Regions from separate parts of the Cyprinus carpio genome. Here region 2 is linked to region 1. Evidence: chromatin contacts called from public Hi-C data. All regions are on one chromosome and are shown on one strand. The core of a region is the stretch at or near the end of the contact, and the rest is flanking DNA. Distances in the headings are between cores, read along the strand shown. Region 1 overlaps cobl (protein cordon-bleu). Region 2 holds the start of cobl (protein cordon-bleu).

What was found. A called contact is a pair of places that touch in the nucleus more often than the background predicts.
Region 2: a contact with region 1 is called in a Hi-C map of skeletal muscle, with 2.8 times the contacts expected there. The contact joins the promoter of cobl here to the enhancer-like site in region 1. A contact is called at or near these places in 3 of 8 Hi-C or Micro-C datasets (liver and skeletal muscle).

What each region holds. Positions count from the first base shown.
Region 1 is chrB16:7,360,129-7,366,234 of ASM1834038v1, reverse strand. It overlaps cobl (protein cordon-bleu), which reads left to right. Exons shown (of 16, transcript XM_042740501.1): 6 at 1,239-1,324. Among protein-coding and RNA genes, the nearest start is that of cobl, 59 kb to the left of the region's middle. Within about 2 kb of position 3,109, at least 1 of the 8 cell types and tissues checked has an H3K27ac peak or open chromatin away from gene starts, as enhancers often do. A contact at or near this core is called in skeletal muscle, where this site is marked.
Region 2 is chrB16:7,419,044-7,425,149 of ASM1834038v1, reverse strand. cobl (protein cordon-bleu) reads left to right here and starts at 3,199. Exons shown (of 16, transcript XM_042740501.1): 1 at 3,199-3,575; 2 at 3,928-4,070. The coding sequence starts at 4,033. LOC109059491 (C-C chemokine receptor type 5-like) reads right to left here and starts at 2,838. Exons shown (of 3, transcript XM_019076682.2): 1 at 2,786-2,838; 2 at 2,301-2,352; 3 at 18-1,429. The coding sequence starts at 2,328. The coding sequence ends at 390.

The DNA of each region.
Region 1 (6,106 bases), core at 1,860-4,359:
CCAGTGTATAGAAAGTTCAAAATATGGGGAGATTTGCCACAATAAACACTTTTGGTGGCGTGTTGGGAAGCAATATTATGTCCAATGGAAACCTTTGATATAAAGAACAGCTAAGAAACCACAAGTTTAGATTAATTTAGATTTTAGTTATTTCATTGGCAGGTCTAATACTTCCTGTTCAGACACACTTATAGTATCTTTGTTTAGCCAGTGCTATTATTACTTAACATACGCAAACACAGCATGCACTAAGCCTGTGACATTTCACTGTCCTTCACTGTCTAGCCAAATGTGATAAGATTTCTATTCACTTTTATTTGCCTTCAAATGTTATACTGGTTTGATTGTTTCCAGTTCTCCAGCCTAAAATGGCTTCATCACCTGCTCTGAACTACTCAGGTACTGATGCCATGTGCATGACTTTGGCTGAATAGTTGTCACAGTGGCTTAACAGTATGTGTAGTTCAACTGTCTTGAATGTGCTGAGTCTGCTTCCTGTCATAGAACATGCTGGAGCTTTTTTGAATTGAGATGGCCTGGTCAGTAGATATTATACAAGACTTGCAGTGCATATATTTATGTACTCATCTTTCATGCTTATTGTTACTGTGATGCTTTCATTCTCAATGCATTTGTCTTCAGAGAAACCTGTTACTTGTCCTGGTAATTCTTCTTTAGGTTTTGTAGAGGCTTTAGTGTTTTTCATCTGATTTTGTTGGCTTAGAGCGACATCTATTGCCAGAATCTTGTACTGCATTTTGTGCATTGTGTGCTATTTATTTTTTTGCCTCACACTAATGTTCAAAAATATGGTGTTTGTAACTTTTTTTTATTTTTAAAGTGTCTCATGCTCAACAAGGCTGCATTTATTAATCAAAATAACAGTAAAACAGTAATGCCTTGAAATATTTTATATATTTAATTTAAAATAACTTTTTATTTGAATATATTTGAATGTAGCCTAATTTATTTTTGCTTTTTAATATTTTGGTGAACATGATACCAAGGCTAAATACTAAACTCACAAAAAACTTTAACGCTACTGGTTTGCTGGCGTGCAAGCACTAGAATTTATTCTGGATATGCTAATTTTATATCTTCTATAATCTATTGTTCTCATTAGCCAGCTCAAAATTAACCGCTTCAACTAAAGTAACATTGCTTGACTCAGTTCTACATTATAATAGTTGCTTCTGCGTGTTTGTGTAAGATGCTGAACGAATGTGTTTCTCTTACAGCTGAATCTCTTCACTCCAACAGTCTGAGTGGATCGGAGAAAAAGGGTCTGCTAGGCTTCCTGAAGTTTAATCGCAGGAAATCAAAGGTAGAACACAGGCTCACATGTGTATGATTGGACACACACAAGTGTCCATTCATATTTTTGTCTGTTTAAACCTCTACAGTGCTGTATGTTAGAATGCTGCATGTCCAAAAATATATAGACGTAGAGCAATTAACACTTGGATATGCTGGGGGAAACTAATGCATATTGCAAAATATGATGAAAAAGAAACATGTTGTTGATATTTCAGTGTTTGAACCCTGCATTGCATGGTTTTCATTGATATTATGAGTCTGCCTGCCATGCTAGTGTACATTCCCATTTCAGACTGAAGATCAGTCCTCTGAGGACATGGACAGTCTTGATGATGATAGTGTTGTTGACAATGCAGACACTAACATTAATGTAAGTACTAACCCATGTAACTGTCTCTTACTAATACACTCTCATCTTTCCATCTGTCACAGTTTTCAGTCTTTAACACAATTATACTGCCTGCAGGTTGATTACTTTTTGTTCTTTTCACAAAATCTGTGCCAAATAGCACCATGCTCTTTTGTGATTCATTGTTATTTATTATGTCAATGAGCAAACTTATCTCTTAATTATATAAAAAAAGAATAGTTCTGAACCAGAACTCAATGATAAAATGCTATAAATAATATAATGTTTAATGTTTAATAAAATTATAAATTTAAATTATAATAATAAAAGGTTTATCTTAAAATGAAAATTTGTGTTTTTAATATTTGTATAAAAATTAGCTACTTAAAACTACTAATGAAAGTTTTACAGAAAATCTGCACTCCATTAAATGTATTTTTTTTCCAGGTTTCACCTCTAGGTGTCAGTAATTACTTGGGCAAAAAAGTGATCTTCAGGAGTGCTCAAGCACATTTATTTACACAGAGCCATGTTATAATATGTGATAAATGCCATATCAAATTTAGCTTTCTTCTGGGTACAAATTTGGCTCCATTATATGGTTAATTAGCTGCATTCATACACACTTGATCCTTCAAATATCTTTATTTCTACACCCACATTGCTATGTTCCTCCATCTTCCTCCTTTCAGAGAAGCACACCCTGTTCTTGAAGACACTCAGACACATGCGCTGAACAACTTGGTTGTCCATAATTTATTATGGACGTTATTTTATGTTATTTATTATAGTTATTTTCTTCCTATCTCTGATCGGCCTGCCAAACAGCCTTTTTACGAAAGGCCTTGCTCTGCCCTGCTCTACGTGCTCCCTGCCTGTAAATACACAAGTTCAGGTAGAATCTCATCATAAACAGAGCCAAGAGCCATTTTCAACACGTCTCAGTAACTGATTTCCAATTATGTAACCCGCTAATAGCCATTCCCACATTGAACATTCCGTTCTAAGGGCAGAGAGGGGTGAGAGAAAAAGGCTGAACTTCTGCAGCGAGGTTGTGTAGTCTAATGAAAGCGATCAGAGCAGTGGCTACTGTAGGAGAACTGTGATTATTTTGTCTTAGTGCTCTTCCAGGTGTCAGTGTGTTTGTTTGTGCAGGTGTGCGTGTTTGTGTCTCTTAAGTTTTTTATGTCTAGTTTGGATCATATGTCTGTTCGTTACTCTGCCTTCTTCTCAAGTCAAGCTGCAAGACTGCATACTTTCTTTCTCTCTCGTTCCAACCGACAGCTGAGCTCTCACTCAAACACTCATGCAAGGTCCTGGAAGATCCGGTGTCGTTCCTGTCAGTGTTTGCCAGATCACTCTGCTGTCTCTTAAAGGAACATCCGCTCTGTCCTTTCCACACCTCTGTGTGTTTTTTACGTGAAAAACCCTACTTCTCAGCATTTGTTTGTAAGGTGAAGTGTGTAATTTGTGTGCCATTAGTGGCCACAAATTTAAATTGCAAAAATAATGTTTTTTTTTCAACGGATTTCCCAGATATTTTTACCATCCCTTCCTGTCTAAAATTGTTTGAGTAAACAGGTAGTCACACCTCAATGTCACACCAAACAAACATATTTTTTTGTAAAAAAAAAAAAAAAAAAAGAAAGGCCATTGTGTTCACCTTTGTTAGGAGTAGATGAATGGCTTACTTGTAGCTGTCTCTGCCACGGTTGGCCGAAATTCAGTATTTAAAGTCAAAATGAAACGGAAGTAGCAACAGATCTTTTGTTCTGTATTGCGCAGTACATATTGTGATTAGTGTAATGGATTATTGAAAAACAACAATAACAAAAAACGTGGGACAGGGATATGGTTTCATCCATCGATTGATGATTGGATTTTGAAATGTTGGCGTTGAGTTCCCAAATACTGTAGATGCAGATGAATGCAAGCTTGCATGGTTGGAAAAGTGTGGCATACGTCGCTATAGAGAAGTATATCATTTCACCAGAAAATCAAGGTTTAACATTCTGAATAAAAAATATGAAATCAAGATGATTTGATTGCACTATATGACGTAATTTTCCAATATTTAGAATTTTCTCAAAAACCTACTTTTTCGAACTCCTCCTAGGCCGTTGTTCTGATTTTCACAAACCAGATAATCTTCAGACCATTCTGACAAAAATGTATGGAATTGAAGTTCGTTCTCGAATAACACGTGAACAAATTTGACGAAGAGCATCCAAAAATGGATGTAAGGCTTTATCTCTGCAATGGTGTAGCATATTGAGACCAAACTTGGTGTATGTTATGATGACCATGACCTGAGGCCACCTGCATAGTTTCGGCGCAGCACCACCTAGTGGTTAGGAGATATGAAAACAAAATTGGTCTCTTTAGATTTGGTGCAGCATGCCGAGTTGAACCATACCCAGTTTTCCAATGTCAGCCATTTTGGGCTTTGGCTATTTTGAATTTTGTCATAAAATGCTATTTTTTACGAATGCATTGAATCCTTATGAAACTCGGTATGTGTCCCTGATGGTCCTTAAAAAGTTTTGGGGCAGCACCACCTTGTGGTCAAAAGTTATAATGAAATTTTCAAAAATGCTAATAACTTTTGATTAAATTGGCCTATTGTAATGAAATCTAACTGGTCTAAAAATATTTGTTGGGTTATGCCGAGAACATAGATACCAGTTTTGCCATAGTCGACCAAATTGCCTTTAATTGCTGCTTGCAGCTATATTTAATTTTGTATTTATTTCCTGATTAGCCCAACTGATTACACATTTCTCTAAATATTAAAATTTTTTAATTCTGTTGTTTGCAATGTTTATAGAAGTTTAAAAAAATGTAATAGGAGATAAATTTGATAATTTAATAGGAGCTACAACCAAAAAAGTGTACTAATGGTAAAATGGGTACTCTGATGGTAATCTAATGGTAATTTGAAAATTTCATAGCGCATCAAAAAAAAATATGTTTGCAACAGGGTTATGACTTTTTTGAAATTCAGTCCATTTTACTTATACTTCAATAGATGGAAATTCAAATTACAGTTCTGCATTCTGTTAACTACCTCAATTCAATTCATTCGGAAATTAAATTGATTCTGAGTTCAGCAAGTCAAGTCAAGTGACCTTTATTTATATAGCACTTTATACAATGCAGATTGTGTCAAAGCAGCTTTACAGTATTAAACAGAAAAATAGTGTTGATAATATTTAGTGATGTCATCTTCCAGCTCAGTACAGTTGAAATAGTATCTGTGCAATCAAGTTGTAGTAAAGTAGGAGAATGTATTTCAACATCTAACAAAATGACACAACATTTCACTTTTAATGTCAGGTGTATATATGTATTTGCTTCCAGAAATTACTCATTGGTGTAAAACTTAATTTTTGTTGACAAATCAATACAGTATTAACACCTCTAAATCTTGCTAATGAAAGCTGTATAAAACACAGGAAACATGGACGATAATGGCATTATTTGTATAAAATCATCTTGTTCTAATGTCCCTATTCTTTAATTTTCTTTCTCCTCACCTTCCCTCACTCAGTTCTGCTTCTCAATAATTGCACAAAGTCTAACTACACATTGTGCTAACTTTGTAAACATTTATAAATTTGCCACAAGAGAATGATTTCAAGACATCCCTAAGCTCGTAGATTTGCATAGCAGCAGAATAAGAAGATATCGGCTTCACAATTGTTGTGGTTTAGTATTTGTCTTAAGTCCCTCCCTGTTAACCGTCTTCTCAGGGCAGCTGCTTTATGGTGTGTAAACGTGGGGTCATGACCGGGGTAAAGCCCTCAGAACTCAGCCACTCTCCAGGAGCAGGTCGTGACATTTTCAGCCCAAATGTTATTGATTTGCTGTCCTCTGTTAAACCTGCTGCCCTTTAAATGGCATCGTCTTGGAGCTCTGAACTAACAATCATTTTCTGCCTTACCTTCCTCCCCTAAGAAGCTGTATTGGGGATCTACTGCTTTTTACACTGTAGGAATACTGTTACACACACATACAGGATTTTAAGAGTATGATATGCCACAAAATAAGAAAAATATATACAATAAGTTTATTTATAATAGGGCTGCATGATATTGGAAAAAACTCACATTGTGATATTTCGTTTTTCTGCGATATATGTTGCGATATGAAAAAAAAAAATCACCAGGGGCCTCATGTATAAAACTTTTTATGTAGATTTCATCCTAAATGTGTGTGTATGCACAAAACCTAGATTTTGCGTACGTACAAAAGTTTTCATATTTATAAAGCCATGCGTATGCCAGAACCTGTGCAAAATTCTCTTTGTAATTCAGAGTCAGCGGAAGATTGTGCGTACATGAATCTCCACCCCGTCGCCTCCCCAAAATAGCCATTTATGGAGCTTTCAACGCCTAGTTTTAATATGCATAACGTCATCTGCATATCATTGCCATGCAT
Region 2 (6,106 bases), core at 1,950-4,449, 59 kb before region 1:
AAATATTTTATTAAATGATGCTTAACATTAAAAAAAATCTTAAAAGCAACATTCAAAATATAGGCTAAATGCATTTCTTTAAGAAAGATGTCAAAAAGTCTCATTTGAAAATTTGAGCCAATTAACAATGTTAACATGAGCAATATACATGCACAAAGAGGAGCAAATTTGCAACAGCTTTAACTTCTGCATTCTCCTACTTAACATATATTATTGTAAACAAAATTGTAAAAAAAAAAAATAATAATAAAAAAATAAAAACAGAACAAAGACAACTTTCAAGAACACAATATACATTCATTAAACAGGGGAACTTAGGGATAGTAAAAAAAAAAAAAAAAAAATTGTAAGCTACTCAGAGAGAACATAACTGAGGGAATAAGTTTTCTCTATGCAATCTGCGTGGAGGAATATTCACCAGATTTGCTGAAGACTGAACTTCTGCGTTCAGATAACTGTTGAGACAAAGTGGTGCACTGGCTGAAGCACAATGGAAACTGCTCTTTTAGGACTTTAAGGACTGCTCTTCTGAACTTCTGTCCGGCAAAGGCATAGATGATAGGGTTAAGGCAACAGTGGCTTAAGGCGATTGTTTCCACCCATTGCATGGCAAGGCTTAAACCAGTATGCAACTCACAAGAAAACAAGTACCCTTGCTTCTGCAGGAACATAAGAAACATGACAACGTTATATGGAGTCCAGAAGAGGAAATAAACTGCCACCACAGCCAGGATGAGTCTAATGACTTTGTGCCTTTTTTGTGATCTTATGCTTAGCAGAGTAGGGATGATCCGGGAATAGCAAAAGCCCATAATAATCAGAGGGAAAATCAAGCTCAGGAAGTTCATATTAAGGTAAGTAAATGACATCCAGGCTGTACCTTCAGGAAAATCAGTTTCGCATGATGTTTTGTTTTTCTCCATTTTCTCTTTGGCAAAAATAATATTTGGGAGGGATGGAAACAAACTGAAAATCCATACAAATGAGGCCAGAGCCAAACCCATTTTTATAGACCGATTTCTGGAAAATATACTATGGGCATGGACGATGACAACATAGCGATCCAGTGTCATAAGGACCATGAAGAAGATGCTACCATACAGACCCAACATGAAGAGACCTGTTATGATATGACACATGAATTTGCCAAAAATCCACTCGTTCATGGTACTATGAGCCCAAAAAGGGAGTGACACAAGAAAGAGTAGGTCAGATAGGGCTAGGTTGAGGAGGCACACATCTGTCATGTTGGATTTATGACGATATCTGATCAGGACCCACACTACCAGGCCATTTCCGATGAAACCAAGAATGAAAACAATGCTATACAGGGTGGGAAGGAAAACCTCGCTGAAGGCCTTTGCGTTGCCATTGTTGCATGGTGATCCAGCATTTGCAGCACCATCTAAATTGTAGTAATCGTCATAGCCTGTTGTTGTAGGTTGGAGGGCAGACAAATAACACATTGTTAGGTTATATTATATACAATAGGTCTATTTATAATATATATAATATATATAATATATAATGTATAATATGTTTATAGTGTATTATGAAATCTTAACAACAATGGTTTCTTTAGGTTTGAAAGTAGACAAAATGACACCCCAAGTAGGAACTTGAATTTTAGTTTGTGCTCTCCTGACATCTACTGGTCAGACTAGGCATGGTTTTCTTCACATGGAAACTGACGACTTTGAGATGTTAAAACGTTCACAATTATGACTTCTTTCATGTTTAAAAGGATAGTTCACACACACACACACACACACACACACACACACACACACACACACACACACACACACACACACACACACACACACACACACACACACACACACACACACACACACACACACAAATAAAATTCTGTCATAATTTTCTCACCATCAAAAACCTGTCTGTTTTTTTCTAATGTTGAAAACAAAATAAGATATTTTGAAGAATGTTGGAAACCAAACAGTAGATGGTTGAAATTCTTCAAAATATATTCTTTTGTGCTGAACAGAAGAAAGAAACTAAGACAGGTTTGGAACAATTTGAGGGGAAGTAAATGACAGAATTGACGTTTCACTTTTGGGTGAACTTTTACAATAAAATCAAATTATAATAATGCAGGTTTTCGATTTATCTATTTAAAAAAAGTTTGCTTTTTAACAAATTATTATTTAAAATTCTAATAATTGTTGTAACAAAAACAATTAAAACAAATTCCAATGTCCTATAAGTATATTATTAAGTAGGAACGACTTTTAAATATAGCATAATTACATTAAATAGGCTGTTTAGTAACCTACCAGGCGCAGGTTCTGAGTCCTCTGTCATCTCTCTTGGTTATGACAGCTGAATCTGTGAATTTTTTTGTGATCCTGTCAGTCAAAAAGCTTAACAAACATAGGAGGTGCTATTTCCTGAACCTCCCAGAGGCGGGTCCTAAACTCACTTTAATGCCATTAAAAAAGTTCAAACTGCTGTCTGTATCATTAAATCAATAAATTTGGAATTCACATAAGCCTTTTTAAACTGAGAAATTAGTAGGGACATTTCATTTAAGAAAAAGGGGCATTGGCCCACAGCTGTAATTGCAATACATAAATATGCATACACACAGACACATATAGATTTACACATTTAAATTTAATTTGATTAAAATAAGCATTAACAGAGAACAATTTGTATATGTAAATTTGAAACTTAAATAAGCTTTTATGTAGCTTATTTTCTATGTAAATATACACATTCCCAGTACTTCAACTGTCTTTTAACTTTTACAAATGTTCACCTGCTAAAAAGTGTTCCAAGGCCCTCTTAGGGTTAAGGTGCAGCAGAATTTACCCATCTGTCTTTCTGAGAAAACAGTTGTATTTGATTGTTCATATCGTTCAGTAATGTTTGTATTAGCAGACAATTTGTTATATAATATTTGTCAAAGTTCTTTATGAATAAATAGAAAACTGTAATGCGTCCTACATATACATTGACACTTCTGTCGTGTAACAGTAGGCTATTTATTCATGAGCTGACAAAGACTCTCACCAACGGTTCCGAGGATCCTGCTTAAATAAACAGGGGCGGGGCTTATTAACGGCGGGCGAGCCAATCAGGCAGACCGCAAAAGAATAATAAACGCTAGGGACGCTGGGAGTAAACACTATTAGAATGTTAAGGGACAGATTTTTTTGTTGCAAGTTCACGGTTACCATGGTAAAAGCTTGTGTTATCATAGCAGTTCCATATTGATATTATAATAATTCTCCTGATGATTACATAAAATGTACGTCTTGACAGTTACGCTAATGGTAACTGTTCTTTAGATAAACGACTTTAGGTGGAGAGAGTCATTTATTGACAGTCTCGCTTTATCAGTGCTGTTTACTGAAAAGCTCACTCGCTTCCAGCGGCTCGTTCTCTCGGGCGCGTTCTCGCGCACAGAATTCCTGGCTCAGGCTGCCGTTGAGCGCGCGCTCGAGAAGCCGCGGGAACGGCGCTGCCTGGTGGACGGATTAGAATAGGGTTGTGAACTCCTGTGCCGCCCCTGCTGTTGTCTGTCTATGAAGCCGAATCCACGTACAGTAAGTATTTCATTGCTTTATATTTTGGTGCTATTTCCGTGACGATATTATTTTTACTTTGACTCGGAACCTTTTTATGGTAATAGTTGCGTTGATTATACTGCATATGTTCGTAGTCTCTTTTGTGACAAGTGAAACGTTTGAATGCTTTTATTTGTTTTTCCATATTTAAGAACAGAATTGCGTACATAAAACGCTTAACATCTAGGAGCACGGTAAATGGTGAAGTCGTTCTGAATACTTGACCGTGACACCTTGGTGCTGGTCAGCTGTGTTTTGTGTAACGTTAGAGAAGTTCTTCTTTACCTTGTTCTGTTTAACTTAAATATATTTTCCTGCTCTTTCTTTAAAGGTGACACTTGTATGAATAAGTGTGAATCCGAATTCCAATGTCCACCCCTGGAAATAACGTTACGAGTAAATTGCGTTGATAGAAAGCGGATTTGGTTTATGACAGATGAATTTGGGAGACGCTAAGATCAGACCTCCTGTAGGGTGAGTGTAATTTGATACAGAGCCCTTACTAAATGTTCATGTTTGATGGATTTGAGTGTTATAACTGCTTCTAATCTAAGTTATCTATCTATCTATCTATCTATCTATCTATCTATCTATCTATCTATCTATTGAGAGATGATGGTGTGTTCTAGTGTGCATAAATTTTTTTCAAGCTATCTTGATCACCATGTGTGACACACCAATCACTTGTTGAACTCTTTTAAAGGGATACTCCACCCGAAAATGAAAATTTTGTCATTAATCACTTACCCTCATGTCGTTCCAAACCCATAAAAGTTTTGTTCATCTTCGGAACACAATTTAAGATATTTCGGATGAAAACCGGGGGACTTGTGACTGTCCCATAGACTGCCAAGTAAAGTACACGGTCAAGGTCCAGAAAAGTATGAAAATCATCGTCAGAATACTCCATCTGCCATCAGTGATTCAACCATAACATTATGAAGCGACGAGAATACTTTTTGTACACAAAGAAAACAAAAATAACGACTTTATTCAACAATTCCTCTCCTCTGTGTCTCTCCAAATCAGCGTAGTGCCATTTTGGCGAATCTGAGCAGTACGCAGGTGGCGTATGCTCTTCTGTGTCATCTGCGCCACAAGGATACATTTTCTATGTATATTTACGTTTTGGTTTAAAAGAAAACAGCTCATCAGCGCAGCGCGGCAGACATAGAAGAGAGTACGCTGCCTGTGTACTGCTCAGATTCGCAAAAATGGTGCTACACTATTTCATAACTTATACGGATACATTTCATAACGTTACGGTTGATCCACTGATGGCAGATGGACTATTCTGACGATGCTTTTCATACTTTTCTGGACCTTGACCGTGTATTTTACTTGGCAGTCTATGGGACAGTCTCAAGCCTCCCGGTTTTCATCCAAAATATCTTAAATTGTGTTCCGAAGATGAACAAAGCTTTTACGGGTTTGGAACGACATGGGGGTAAGTGATTAATGAAAAAAATGTCAATTTTGGGTGGAGTATCCCTTTAAGTTAGTGAAGGTAACTGGAACATCAGGATATTCTGTAGTGGAATGAGAAAATCTGAATAATACACAATTAAATGACTTGCATAGATTAACATTCCAAATTCTGAAATTTGGTCTTATTTACAATAACAGATCTAAGAGTCTGTAACAAAAGAAGTTGAAATGGCATTTGACGTGTTTGGATAAAAGCTATGTTCTAGCAGCTACATGAGAGAAGAGTAACTAGGAAATGAAAACAAATAACTGTCTGTTCATCTGTTTTTGTATTCCACCTCTCACACCTTTTGTCACCTCCGCTCTTGACTCAATAGCTCATTATTCCATTTTATTGAATGGCATGTTTGCTGAGCTTTTCTACCTCCAAATTAAGTACCTTAAATTGACTTTGTGTATTTGGTATTCAAGTCAGTCCTCATGAGAAGTAAACGCAGGTGTGACAAATTCCTCTCCACTGGAATTGTATTCTCACAGAAACAGAAACTTCTGGCGATGGTAACGTATCTTAGCAAGCCATTTAAATGTTATCCAGTGTCCCCTCTCTGACAACACAACAGTCTGCTTTGTGGCTCTTACCCATAGCCCCCCTTTCCTTTTATGTAATCAGACCCCATTACATAGCTAAAGCAGTGGACGATTGTGGTTATTTAAAGCTTGAACAGTTGTTCAGCATTCCCACCACTATCTTCTCAAAATGTTTATGAGTATCCAGTGAGATTCAGAAAGAAGTAACTTTTGTTACATTCTTGGTCACAGTTTTGATATTATGCAATGAATTTGAACAAAAAAAGCAGACAGATTGATTGAAAATGCAGACCAATTATATATAACATACATAATCATATTAGGCAGAAATGTGATGTTTATCGTATTATAACACTGATATTTGAACTGTAAAGTCATTTTAGAGTTTACGATGTTACCATAGATATTTTGCTACCTAGACAACATGTAGTTCTATTCTAATATCAGAATTTTGTCTACAAAAATGGGTAGGAATCCTGATATCTGTTTATGAA